Linked DNA regions of Pan troglodytes: region 1 is linked to region 2. A link is a contact called in public HiChIP or PLAC-seq data. All regions are on one chromosome and are shown on one strand. Each heading gives the region's core, a stretch centred on a gene start, on an enhancer-like site or on the middle of the called end of the contact. The rest is flanking DNA. Distances are from core to core; before and after follow the strand shown.

Evidence for each region. HiChIP or PLAC-seq counts read pairs in DNA pulled down with a chosen protein or histone mark.
Region 1: a contact with region 2 is called in an H3K4me3 HiChIP or PLAC-seq map of stem cell-derived excitatory neurons, with 6 times the contacts expected there. The contact joins the promoter of POLR3E here to the promoter of PDZD9 in region 2. A contact is called at or near these places in 1 of 7 Hi-C or Micro-C datasets (stem cell-derived neural progenitor cells) and 1 of 1 datasets of contacts at active chromatin or transcription factors (stem cell-derived excitatory neurons).

What each region holds. Positions count from the first base shown.
Region 1 is chr18:24,528,404-24,534,071 of NHGRI_mPanTro3-v2.0_pri, reverse strand. It overlaps POLR3E (RNA polymerase III subunit E), which reads right to left and starts at 3,447. Exons shown (of 21, transcript XR_010152305.1): 1 at 3,062-3,447. TRNAL-AAG (transfer RNA leucine (anticodon AAG)) reads right to left here and starts at 3,459; the gene lies at 3,378-3,459.
Region 2 is chr18:24,232,647-24,237,968 of NHGRI_mPanTro3-v2.0_pri, reverse strand. PDZD9 (PDZ domain containing 9) reads left to right here and starts at 3,287. Exons shown (of 5, transcript XM_009430461.3): 1 at 3,287-3,392. The coding sequence starts at 3,362.

The sequences.
Region 1 (5,668 bases), core at 2,198-4,697, 300 kb before region 2:
CCATCTGCACCGGCTGCCAAGTGCCACAGATATGTCAAGCTCCTGCCTTCTCTGCAGCTGGGCAGTGGACAACTGAGAGGCTGGGGCCTGGGAGGTTCCCAAGACGCAATTGTTCTTTCTTGGCTATTGCTATGCCCTGTTGGCCTCTGTCCTGCCAGGGATCAGGGAGGCTGAGGTGCCCTGTCAGCTAGAGAGCTGGGGCTCCTTCCTCTGGATAGTACATCTGGGTTGATACAAAGAGTGTCACCTCCCTTCATCCTCCAGGCCGAGGTGATCCAACTCAGTGGCTTTCAAAGTTTTCAGCCTAAGATCCACCACAGTAAGAAATCCATCTCATATAAATAACCCAGAACATACATACAGTTGCATAACTGAAACAAGGTTTCACATAACCATAACTGTCCCTACTATATGTCAGGCAGTGATGTTTTCTACTTCATTCAAAACAAAAAATGCTAGCTTCAATTCCCTTAAATTGATTTTACTTCCCACTAATAAATTTTAACCTGCAATGTGAAAAGCACTCATCCAAGTCTCCCTACGGCTCCTTATACCTACCTCCAAGTCTCCCAGCAACAGTGAGTCTTTGGAAAGAAGTAAATCAGGCTGGCATGGTGGCTCATGCTGGTAATCCCAACACTTTGGGAGGCTTAGGTGGAAGGACTGCTTGAGACCAGGAGTTCGAGACCAGCCTGAGCAACATAGTGAGACCCCCTGGTCTCTCTTTAAAAAAAAATTTTAGCCTGGCATGGCCTGCAGTCCCAACTACTTGGGAAGCTGAGGCAGCAGGATTGGTTGAACCCAGGAGTTTGAGGCTGCAGTGAGCTATGATCACACCACTGCACTCCATCCTGGGTCACAGTGTGAGACTCTATCTCTACTGGGGGGAAAACAAAGCCAGGCACGGTGGCTCACACCTGTAATCCCAGCACTTTGGGAGGCCGAGGCAGGCGGATCACCTGAGGTCAGGAGTTCCAGAAAAGCCTGGCCAATAAGGTGAAACCCCGTCTCTACTTAAAATACAAAAATTAGCCAGGCGTGGTGATGCACGCCTGTAATCCCAGCTACTCGGGAGGCTGAGGCAGAAGAATCACTTGAACCCAGAAGGCAGAGGTTGCAGTGAGCCGAGATCTTGCCACTGCACTCTAGCCTGGGCGACAGAACAAGACTCCATCTCAAAAAAAAAAAAGTAAATCATATTATTTCCCTGCCTAAGACCTGTCAACTGCCACTGTCACATAAAATAAAACCCAAACTCCTTTCCATGAGCCACCTAAGGCCCTACATAATCTTGTCTCTGTCTTCCCCTCACCATCCAGGCTGGTAGCCACTTGCTGGGCCTCCAACAAGGCAAGCCCCAGTCCACCCCAGGTCCTTTGCACATCATCTATTCTCCCACAGGGATTTCCAAGGTTGCTCCTTTTTATTAAATATCATCACCGCCTGCAGGAGAGGATAGGTTCCCTGACCACCCTATTTTAAAAGCCTCCCCCAACCTCCTCCCAGGCCCTACCACATCTCTGTTTTCTTTCCTTGGTGGGTCTCATCTTAATCTGGAACTACCTGGTCTATTTGCTCAGGTGTTGTTTGTCTTCTGCAATAGAATGTAAGCTCCATGAAGGCTTCTCGGTGCTTCAGTTTCCTCAACTATGAAATGCAGACAATCATACTTTACTTCATCAAAGCTGTTATGGGGAGCATTACTTTAAAAAAAAAATCCACTGCTGGTTCTCTCAATACCTAGAACAGTGCCTGGCACGAAGTTGACACTCAATATAGTACAAAGAATACTTTATATTTAATCTTCTCATTAGCCCTATCAATAGAGATTTATCATCTTCAATTTGGAAATGACGAGACTGAGGTTCAGATATAAGCAACTCATCCAAGGTGGAATGAGGACAGAAACTTGGGTCTCGCTATGTCAAAGATCCTTATTCTTATTCTTAACCACTATACTGCACGGTTTTCTGATAAACGGCAGTATGGTTAAGTGGGTAACAGCTTGGACTCGAGAGCAAAACTATGCAGGTTCAAATCCCACCACAGCTGCTTGGCATCTGTGACCCACCTGAGTTGTCTGGGTTTGGTATTCCACCCTATTTTCATCCCTAAAGTAGGGAAACTAAGTACCGACCTCCAGACCCCTGCGGGGAAGAGTAAGGACAGGACGCTAATAAACGTAACCTCTGGGAAGGTTTGTTATTACTTGACAACATGTTTTCTGCCAACGTAAGCGGGTAATGACGCTAAGCCACAAGTCAAACGCTGCAAGCAGGAGCGTCACCCGGTTTCTACTGAGCCGTCACCACAACCCTATGAGGTAGGAATTTCTATTATCTCCATTTCACAGATGAGGAAACTGTGGAGATCGCTAAGATCTCTTCTTTCCGCCTCCAAGCCCAAGGAATTCTAAAGCTAACCCAAAGGAACGACCTTGTTTGTTTACTGACACCTCCTCGGACCGAATGGTCAGGGCTGTATCCGGAACACAGAGTTGGCTCAGTAAACACTGAATGGTTGCCTGAATAAATGAATGAGGAATCCCGGGCCTCGCCGGGCAGAGGCTAATCCGGTTCAGCTGCGAAGTGGGGGCTCCGGCAGGCGCAGGTGCCCTCCCTGCCCATCGGGGCGGGCCGCCGATCCCGAGCCTCGCTGTCCAATGGGTTTCTGCTCCCTCGCGGGTGGTCAGGCCCCCCTTCTCACGCCCACCACGCAGTCCCTGCCGCGAGCCGCCACTACACCCGACGCGCGGACAGGTGTTTCTTCCGTAGGAGGCCTCCCAGGCCCGGATGGGGCAGGTCGGCTGGACCCTGAGTCACCGCCGCCAGCGTCGGCCGCGGCCTCCCCAACTCCCAGGTGTCAGGTCAAGGAAGTCAGAGTCCGGGGTCGGCCTGGAGCCGGCTGCCCCTCCTCCCCGCCCGAGTCCCGAGAGGCCTCCAGCTGCTAGGCACAGCGCGGCGCGGGCCTCCTTGGCCTACTCGGGAATCTAGCCCAGGCCCACGTCGTGAGTGCGATCCGGCTCAAGCCCCAGCTCGGGCACTGCCAAGACGGGACTCACCTCTCCGCGGGGGCCGAGCGCGGACGGCGGCAACGGCCCAGTTACCCGCGGGCTGCAGAGGCGGCGGCGGCCCGGCTCTCCTCTCAGGCGGCGGCCATGTTGCTGGTGGAGAAACTCCGGCGGACACGTGGGGGGGAGCGGGCCGGCCCCAGCGTTTCCTCTTACCCACAATGCCCCGCCCCGGTGCACGCGGCTCCGCCCCCTCCGCCGCGCCATTCATGCAGGCCGTGAGCCCCGCCCTGCAGCAGGGGGCGCTGATGGCACGCGCAAAACTGAGCCGGGAGTGTATGCAGCGGGGACAAAAAGACAGCAACCCTGGCAGCGGTGGGATTCGAACCCACGCCCCCGAAGAGACTGGAGCCTTAATCCAGCGCCTTAGACCGCTCGGCCACGCTACCCAGCTGCAATGTGTTTGTGCCAGAAAGCTACTTAATGCTTTTGCTTTTGCATTTAATCTGGACATTGCGAGGCGTTTTCGCTGAGGTTTTTTTTTGCTTAACGTGTGTTCAAGGTGATCCCTATAGAATTATTTTAAAAAGCCGTGTTTTGGAAAATAAACACTTGCTCCAGTCTTTAGACCCAGGTTGGTTCCGAATAGGTATTAGAGCAAAACGCATTTTTAGAAACTTTACTCTGAGTTGGATGGTTAACCCGGAGACCCCTGGTTAACCCACAGGTAATCCATACGACCCGGATTGGGTGTCTCCGGGAGAAGAAATTGATCTGATCAGAAACATGCACCAGGGGATCTGACGGCCAAACCCTGGAGCTGGTCTGGGCAGTTGTCTCTGAAAAATTGTGTTTAAATTTTTACTTACACAAATAACACGCGAATTATTGCAAAATATTTAAACTTTGCAGATAAGGTACAAATGCTCTTTGACCTTGACTCGCATCCTAGGCCCCTCCGCCGAGGTAACTAACCATTATTATCTGTTTAATATGAACTATGGTTTGAATGTGTCCCCCAAATTTCATGTGTTGGAAATTTAATCCCCAATGTGGCAGTATTGTGTGGTGGGCCCTTTAAGAGGTGATTAGATCATGAGGGTGGAGCCCTTATGAATGGATTAATCTCTTCATGGATTCATGGATTAATAGGTTAATGGATTAATGGGTTATCTTGGGAGGGGGACTGATGGCTTTATAAGAAGAGGGAGAGAGACCTTAGCTAGCAAGGGAGGAGCTCAGCACCCCCTCCATATGATGGCTTGTACTGCCTGGGAACTCTGCAGGGGTCCCCCACCAGCAAGAAGGCCCTCACCAGATGCACACTCTTGACCTTGGACTTCTCAGACTCCATAACTGTAAGAAATAACTTCCTTTTCTTTACAAATTACCCAGTTTCAGGTATTCTGTTATAAGCAACAGAAAATGGACTAAAACACTATATATCTTTCTAGATCTTTTGCTGTGAATTTATATGTTTATATCTATATGGATATATATAGATATAGCCATAGAAGATAGCTTTGTTTTTATTGTGTATGGATTTTAACACAAATATTGTCACATTATTCATATAGATCTGCAATTGGCTGTTATTTTTCACCAGACTGTATTTTAAAATACCTATCCGTGTGGATATGCAAAGATATTAAAAACAAAAATGCACAAAAATTACAAAGAAAAAAATTATCATCCATAGTGCCACCACCTGGCATTAAATTAATGACTTAGTATTGTGGCATTTTTTTCCTTTTCTTTTTTATTTTCTTTCTTTTTTTTTTTTTTTTTTTTTTTTGATGTGGAGTCTCGCTCTTGCTGTCTAGGCTGGAGTGCAGTGGTGCGATCTCCGCTCACTGCAATCTCTGCCTCCTGGGTTCAAGCGTCTCTACTAAAAATACAAAAATTAGCCTGGCGTGGTGGCACATGCCTGTAATCCCAGCTACTCGGGAGGCTGAGGCGGGAGAGTTGCTTGAACCCGGGAGGCGGAGGTTGCAGCGAGCCGAGATCCCACCACTGCACTCTAGCCTGGGCGACAGTGAGAAACTCGGTCTTAAATAAATAAATAAATAAATAAATAAATAAATAAATAAAAAATAGATCACACTATTACAAATAGAAATTATTAGACCATTGCAAATAGAAATAAGGTCCCCTCCCATTCTCCCCTGTCTATAACTGTCATGAATTTGATGTGTATCTTTCCAATAATTTCTTACATTTTTACTATAAAATTTATGAATAATATCTAAAATGGTTATCTGTATGTTTTTCACTTATATAAATGTTAGCACATTGTACTGATATCCTAAAACTTGCTTTTCTCATTTCAACAGTATTATTATTATTATTATTTTAAGAGAGTGTTGCTCTGTCACCCAGGCTAGAGTACAGTGGTGCAATCATAGCTTACTGTAGCCTAGACCTCCCGGGCTCAAGCCATCCTCCCACCTCAGCTTCCCAAGTAGCCAAGATTACAGGCATGAGAGACTGTGCCAGGCCCAACATTATGTTTTTGAGGTCTGTTATGATGCCTATAGATCTAATTCATTCATTCCATGCCATGTACAACTTTTAAGTTGTTACTAAATTTTTGTCATTACACACAATATGGCAGGAAGTATCCTTGCACATGGCTCCTTGTCTTACGTATGGACATTT
Region 2 (5,322 bases), core at 2,038-4,537:
AATAGTGCCCACATGGTGCTGTGCCTCTCATTTGCTACTTAAGTTTGGAAAGCAGCACTTTCAGGACCCTGGGGAATCTTTTCCTGTGGGAAACATATAGAGGAGGGTTAGTGGGAACTACAGCTCCTGCCGCCGCTACAGCTCATCTAGAGGCATAACGAACATACCCTTCATTCCCCTCTTCTATCCATCCTAGAAACCTCTCCTCTTCTGCCAGCACCTCAGATGATCTAGGTGGCCTGCGTGATGGGGTGGTCTAGACCTCCATCCTTAGAGAGCCTGAGCACCTAGTTGCTGTGCACTTCTCAGGCAGTGGTTGCTGTATTTGTCCATTTACTGTCCAAATAGGGCAAAGGAGTACTAAGAGACACCTAAATAGATCACGTGGGTGCCCAATGTTCCTCCCTGCCCCGATGTGAAGTCTCAGCCTGATTCCTTCCTGGTAATTGAATACTCTTGTCTGCTTTCTCCCCCTGGTATACCATCCCATTTACTGCCTGTAAAAAATTAGCCATCTTAGAGTTTCCCTCTGCCAGAGGCTAGCTATGCTCCTCCTGTACCAGGGATGGGCACCTCATTATTACCTGGGTATTAGGTGATCCATCCTAGCATCTACTCTTTGGAAGAAGGAATAAAGCAGGGTCCGGGCATGGTGGCTCATGTCTGTAATCCCAGCACTTTGGGAGGCTGAGGCGGGCAGATTACCTGAGGTCAGGAGTTTGAGACCAGCCTGGTCAACATGGTGAAACCCCTGTCTGTACTAAAAATACAAAAATTAGCTGGGCATGGTGGTGGGTGCCTGTAATCCCAGCTACTCAGGAGGCTGAGGCACGAGAATTGCTTGAACCTGGGCAGTGGAGGTTGCAGTAAGCCGAGATCACTCCACTGCACTCCATCCTAGGCAACAGAGTGAGACTCTCTCTAAAAAAAAAAAAAAGGAATGAAGCCGGACAGGGCAGAGGGAAAAGTCAGGCTGCAGTGGACCACGTGGGGAGTTCTGAACCTGGGATGGCCCTGCATTGACCAGTCACCAGATGCTAGTTAATCTAGGAAGGTGAGATCTTGGGCAAGGCGTTCTTTCCAGCCAGTAGTAGTAGTGAGGGTGGGAAGTGTAAGTCTTTCAGCCCTGAAGGGGGATCTGGGCAGCACAGCACCCACGACAGTTTGTATCCTGCAGTTCCACCAATCGGTGTGACCTTGGCTTACTTGGCTTGGTGGAGTGTAGAGACCTCCGCTCTAAAGACACTTTTTAGCCTGGGGTGGAGGGAAGACTAAGGGAAGGCCAGGCACTGATATGCTCCATCACAGAACCATATATGCTGATGGGCTCTATTCCCACAAACTCTTACCCTTCTCCTGCTGGTAGGAAGATGGAGGAAAAAGATGTATTTTATGATAGAATTAAGTTGGTATCTATGTAGACCACTGCCAGACTGTTTGGAAGAGGAAAGGTGACCTGTCACAAGAAGTCACCCACAGGAGACTTGAGGTGGAGAATAGCCCTTTGTACTGGTCTCTACGACACAGGTTTTATCTAATGAGAAATCTGTCCTGGCGCTCACGCCTGTAATCCCAGCACTTTGGGAGGCCAAGGCGGGTGGATCACCTGAGCTCAGGAGTTGGAGACCAGTCTGGCCAACATGGCAAAACCCTGTCTCTACTAAAAATACAAAAATTAGCTGGGCGTGGTGACACAGGCTTGTGGTCCCAGCTACTCTGGTGGCTGAGGTGGAAGGATCGCTTGGGCCTGGAAGGCGGAGGTTGCAGTGAGCTGAGATTTTGTCACTGCACTCCAGCCTGGGTGACAGAATGAGACCCCATCTCAAAAAAAAAAAAAAAAAAAGAAAAAAAGGAACCTAAAAAGGAATCTGCCCTGGCTTATTGTCTGTGTAGAGCCACAGAAACAACAGAATAAGCTTGGACATAACCAGATCTACCATGGAAATCTTTGCACAGTGCCTGACACCTAATAGGTGCTTAATGACTGTTTGTTGAAGGGATGGGGCAAGGTGCTTAGCCTCTCAGTTTCATCAGACCGGGGATAACACCAGGGCCTACCTCATTAGGTTTTCTCTTTCTTCTAGAATTTACTAACTCATTTATTCATTTTTATTTTTTGAGACAGGATCTTGCTCCATCACCCAGGCTGGAAGGTGGTGACTCAATCATAGCTCACTGCAGCCTTGAATCCTGGGCTCAAGTGATCCTCCCATCTCAGCCTCCTGAGTAGCTAGGACTACAGATGTGCACCACCATGCCCAGCTAATTTTTAAATTTTTTTAATAGAGAAAGGGTCTCACTATGTTGCCCAGGCTGATCTCAAACTCCTGGGCTCAAGCAGTCCTCCTGCCTCAGTCTCCTGAGTACCTAGGATTACAGGTGTTAGACACCACACCTGGCCTAGAATTTATTTTTAATAATTTATATTTTCCTAAAATTGTCCACTTCATCTGTTTTTTAAGTACAGGTTTCAAGAGGATAGAGCCTGTGTTTCTGTGTTTGTCTTGCTTACTGTTGTGTCCCCAGTATCAGTAAACGACAGAACAGCTCCCTGTAAATACTTGTTGTATGAGTGAATGTGTGTGGGAGGAAGAATTATCTTGGAAAAAAGAAGGAAGCATTAATAGTGCCTCTCCTAATAGTGACTCATTTTTTTTTAGGCCACCCTGGGGCCTTTTCTTATTCAAAACATTCATGAAAAAAAGTGCAGTTCCAAAGCATTGGAGCTACTGATGTAACAATTTTTTAAAAATACCATTATTAGAAGTGCAGCGGGGGATTCTCTGATCTTCTAGGTATTCTGTGATCCCCTGTGATCTTCTGGCTGTGATCTTCCTCTGCAGACCACCTCACATCTTTGAAACACCCTCCTCTGTGCCTTCTCCCCCTCCCTATTTCTTAGGTTCACCAAGAATGAATGAAGAAGCCAAGCGTGGTGGCTCATGCCTGTAATCCCAGCACTTTGGGAGGCTGAGGCGGGCAGATCGCTTGAGCCCATAGTGCAACAGTTGTGTTGAGCCTGAGCAACATAGTGAGACCCCCACCCCCTGCCCGTCTCTTAAAAAAAGAAAAAGAAAAGAAGGAATGAAGAAACCACCGTGGGTCAGGCACGGTGCTAACCTCTGCAGAAGTTTCCATACAATACAGTGGTGTGCAATGCCCACGCCACGTTTTGCAGGGTCCACGGGAAGCCTTGCGGCGACCTCACTGCCGCCCAATTTCTGGGCAGTGGCGGCGCAGCGCCCCCTGGCGGCCATCCCGAGGGCAGTGCCCGCGGGCAAGGTTCGAAACTGTTGGCATTGGGACTGACTCCAGCCTCTGCTCCGGGAGGCCCTCCCGGGCTGCCTGACCTCCCGGGACCATGCAGAAGGCCTCCCACAAAAACAAAAAAGGTAACTGGGGAGAAGGAAGCGGGTGAAGAAGCCCTGGGGACCAAGCCTTCGTCAATGTTCCTCCTCTGTAAAATGGCAACGGTGCACTCTTGGCCTGGGAGATAACCTCTCTCCATCGTTGTTGTTATCATCATCATCATCATCATCATCATCATCATCATCATCATCATCATCATCATTTGAGAAGGAGTCTTGCTTTGTCCCCCAGGCTGGAGTGCAGTGGCGCGATCTCAGCTCACTGCAACCTCTGCCTCCCAGGCTCAAGTGATTCCTCTGCCTTAGCCTCCCGAGTAGCTGGGATTACAGGTGCCTGCCACCATGCCCAGCTAATTTTTTATTTTTAGTAGAGATGGGATTTCACCATGTTGGCCAGGCTGGTCTCAAACTCCTGACCTCAAGTGATCCGCCCGCCTTGGCCATCGTTATTTTTATCAAGGTATAATTTCCATGCAGTAAGATCCCCCCTTTTAAAAGTACAGCTACCGTTTTGACAAGCTATACCCACGTTGAACCACCCCCTCCATCAAGATAGGGAACAGTTCCACCACTCCCTAAAATTACTTTGCAATGCCCAGTTGCAGCCAAACCCCACCCCACTGCAGCTCCTCACACCCCCATCTGTTTTTTACAGTGTTTTTTTTTTTTTTTTTTTTTTTGCCTTTTCCACGGAGAACATCATAAAAATGAAATCACATAGTAAGGAGCCTTTAAAAAATTATACCAATGTAAATAGGGACTTTGGCCCTTTCATTTTTATTAAAAGGGCACATAAATCTTAAAATAGCATACGGGTCACTGTATTTTATTTTTAGAGACAGGGTCTTGTTCTGTCGCTCAGGCTGGAGTGCAGTGGTATGCTCCTGGCTCACTGCAGCCTCCAATTCTTGGGCTCAAGCAATCCTCCTGCATCAGCCTCCCATAGCTGGGACTGTAGGCATGCACCACCACACTCAGCTAATTTTTTTTTTTTTTTTTTTTGAGACAGAGTCTTGCTCTGTGACCCAGGCTAGAGTGCAGCAGCATGATCTTGGCTTACTGCAACCCCCGCCTTCCAGGCGGGTTCAAGCGATTCTTGCGCCTCAGCCTCCAGAGTAGCTTGGATTACAGGCGTGAACCACCACGCCTGGCTGATTTTTGTGTTTTCAGTAGCAACGGTGTTTCACCATGCTGGCCAGGCTGGTCTCGAACTCCTGACCCCAAGTGATCCGCCCACCCTCGGCCTCCCAAAGTGCTGGGATTACAGGTGTGAGCCACCATGCCCAGCCTAAATAGAAGAGATGAGGTGTCACTATGTTGCCCAGGCTCTAATCACTTTATACTTCTGCTAGCCCCCAGGTGGGCTTACTGAAGGATGCAGACTCCTGCACTGAGCAATTCTTGTTCTTTATGGCTTTTTTCCGCACAGCATCAGGATTTGATAAGACTTGAGGTTGGCAAAGAGGCTGAACTAGGCAGGCAGGTGCCAGGCAGCCTTAGGCTTTTTCACTGCAGGGCTGTTGTCATTTGGACTGCTTGTCCTTGGGAAGGTTTACATTGCTGTCTGACTAGCCTTGTAGCAAAACCTGTAAGTCTTTCATATTTTAGTCTGGTGCTTGGGGTCTGGCTCTCCGAGGACCATAGTGCTGCCTCCTCCACCTGGTTGTCCCCAAACACAGCGGCTCACTCTTTTCTGAGCTCACCCTCTTCCAGGGAGGAAGCATTGAAGATCTCACTTTCAACAGCAGTAGGGTCATCTTTGTCAGTACCCTCGGGTTCCAGGGTCCCTGCCACTGGGCCCTAGCGAGCACTTTCCTCAGGTTTCATGTCTAATAGTTCATCCTGAGCATGCACTGTGTGAAGAGCCTTTGCCTAAAACACATAAAATACCTTTTCCATCTTCAGTGTTTTCCTTCTCGTGGTTTCCATCCTCTAATGAAATTAATTGACTCAG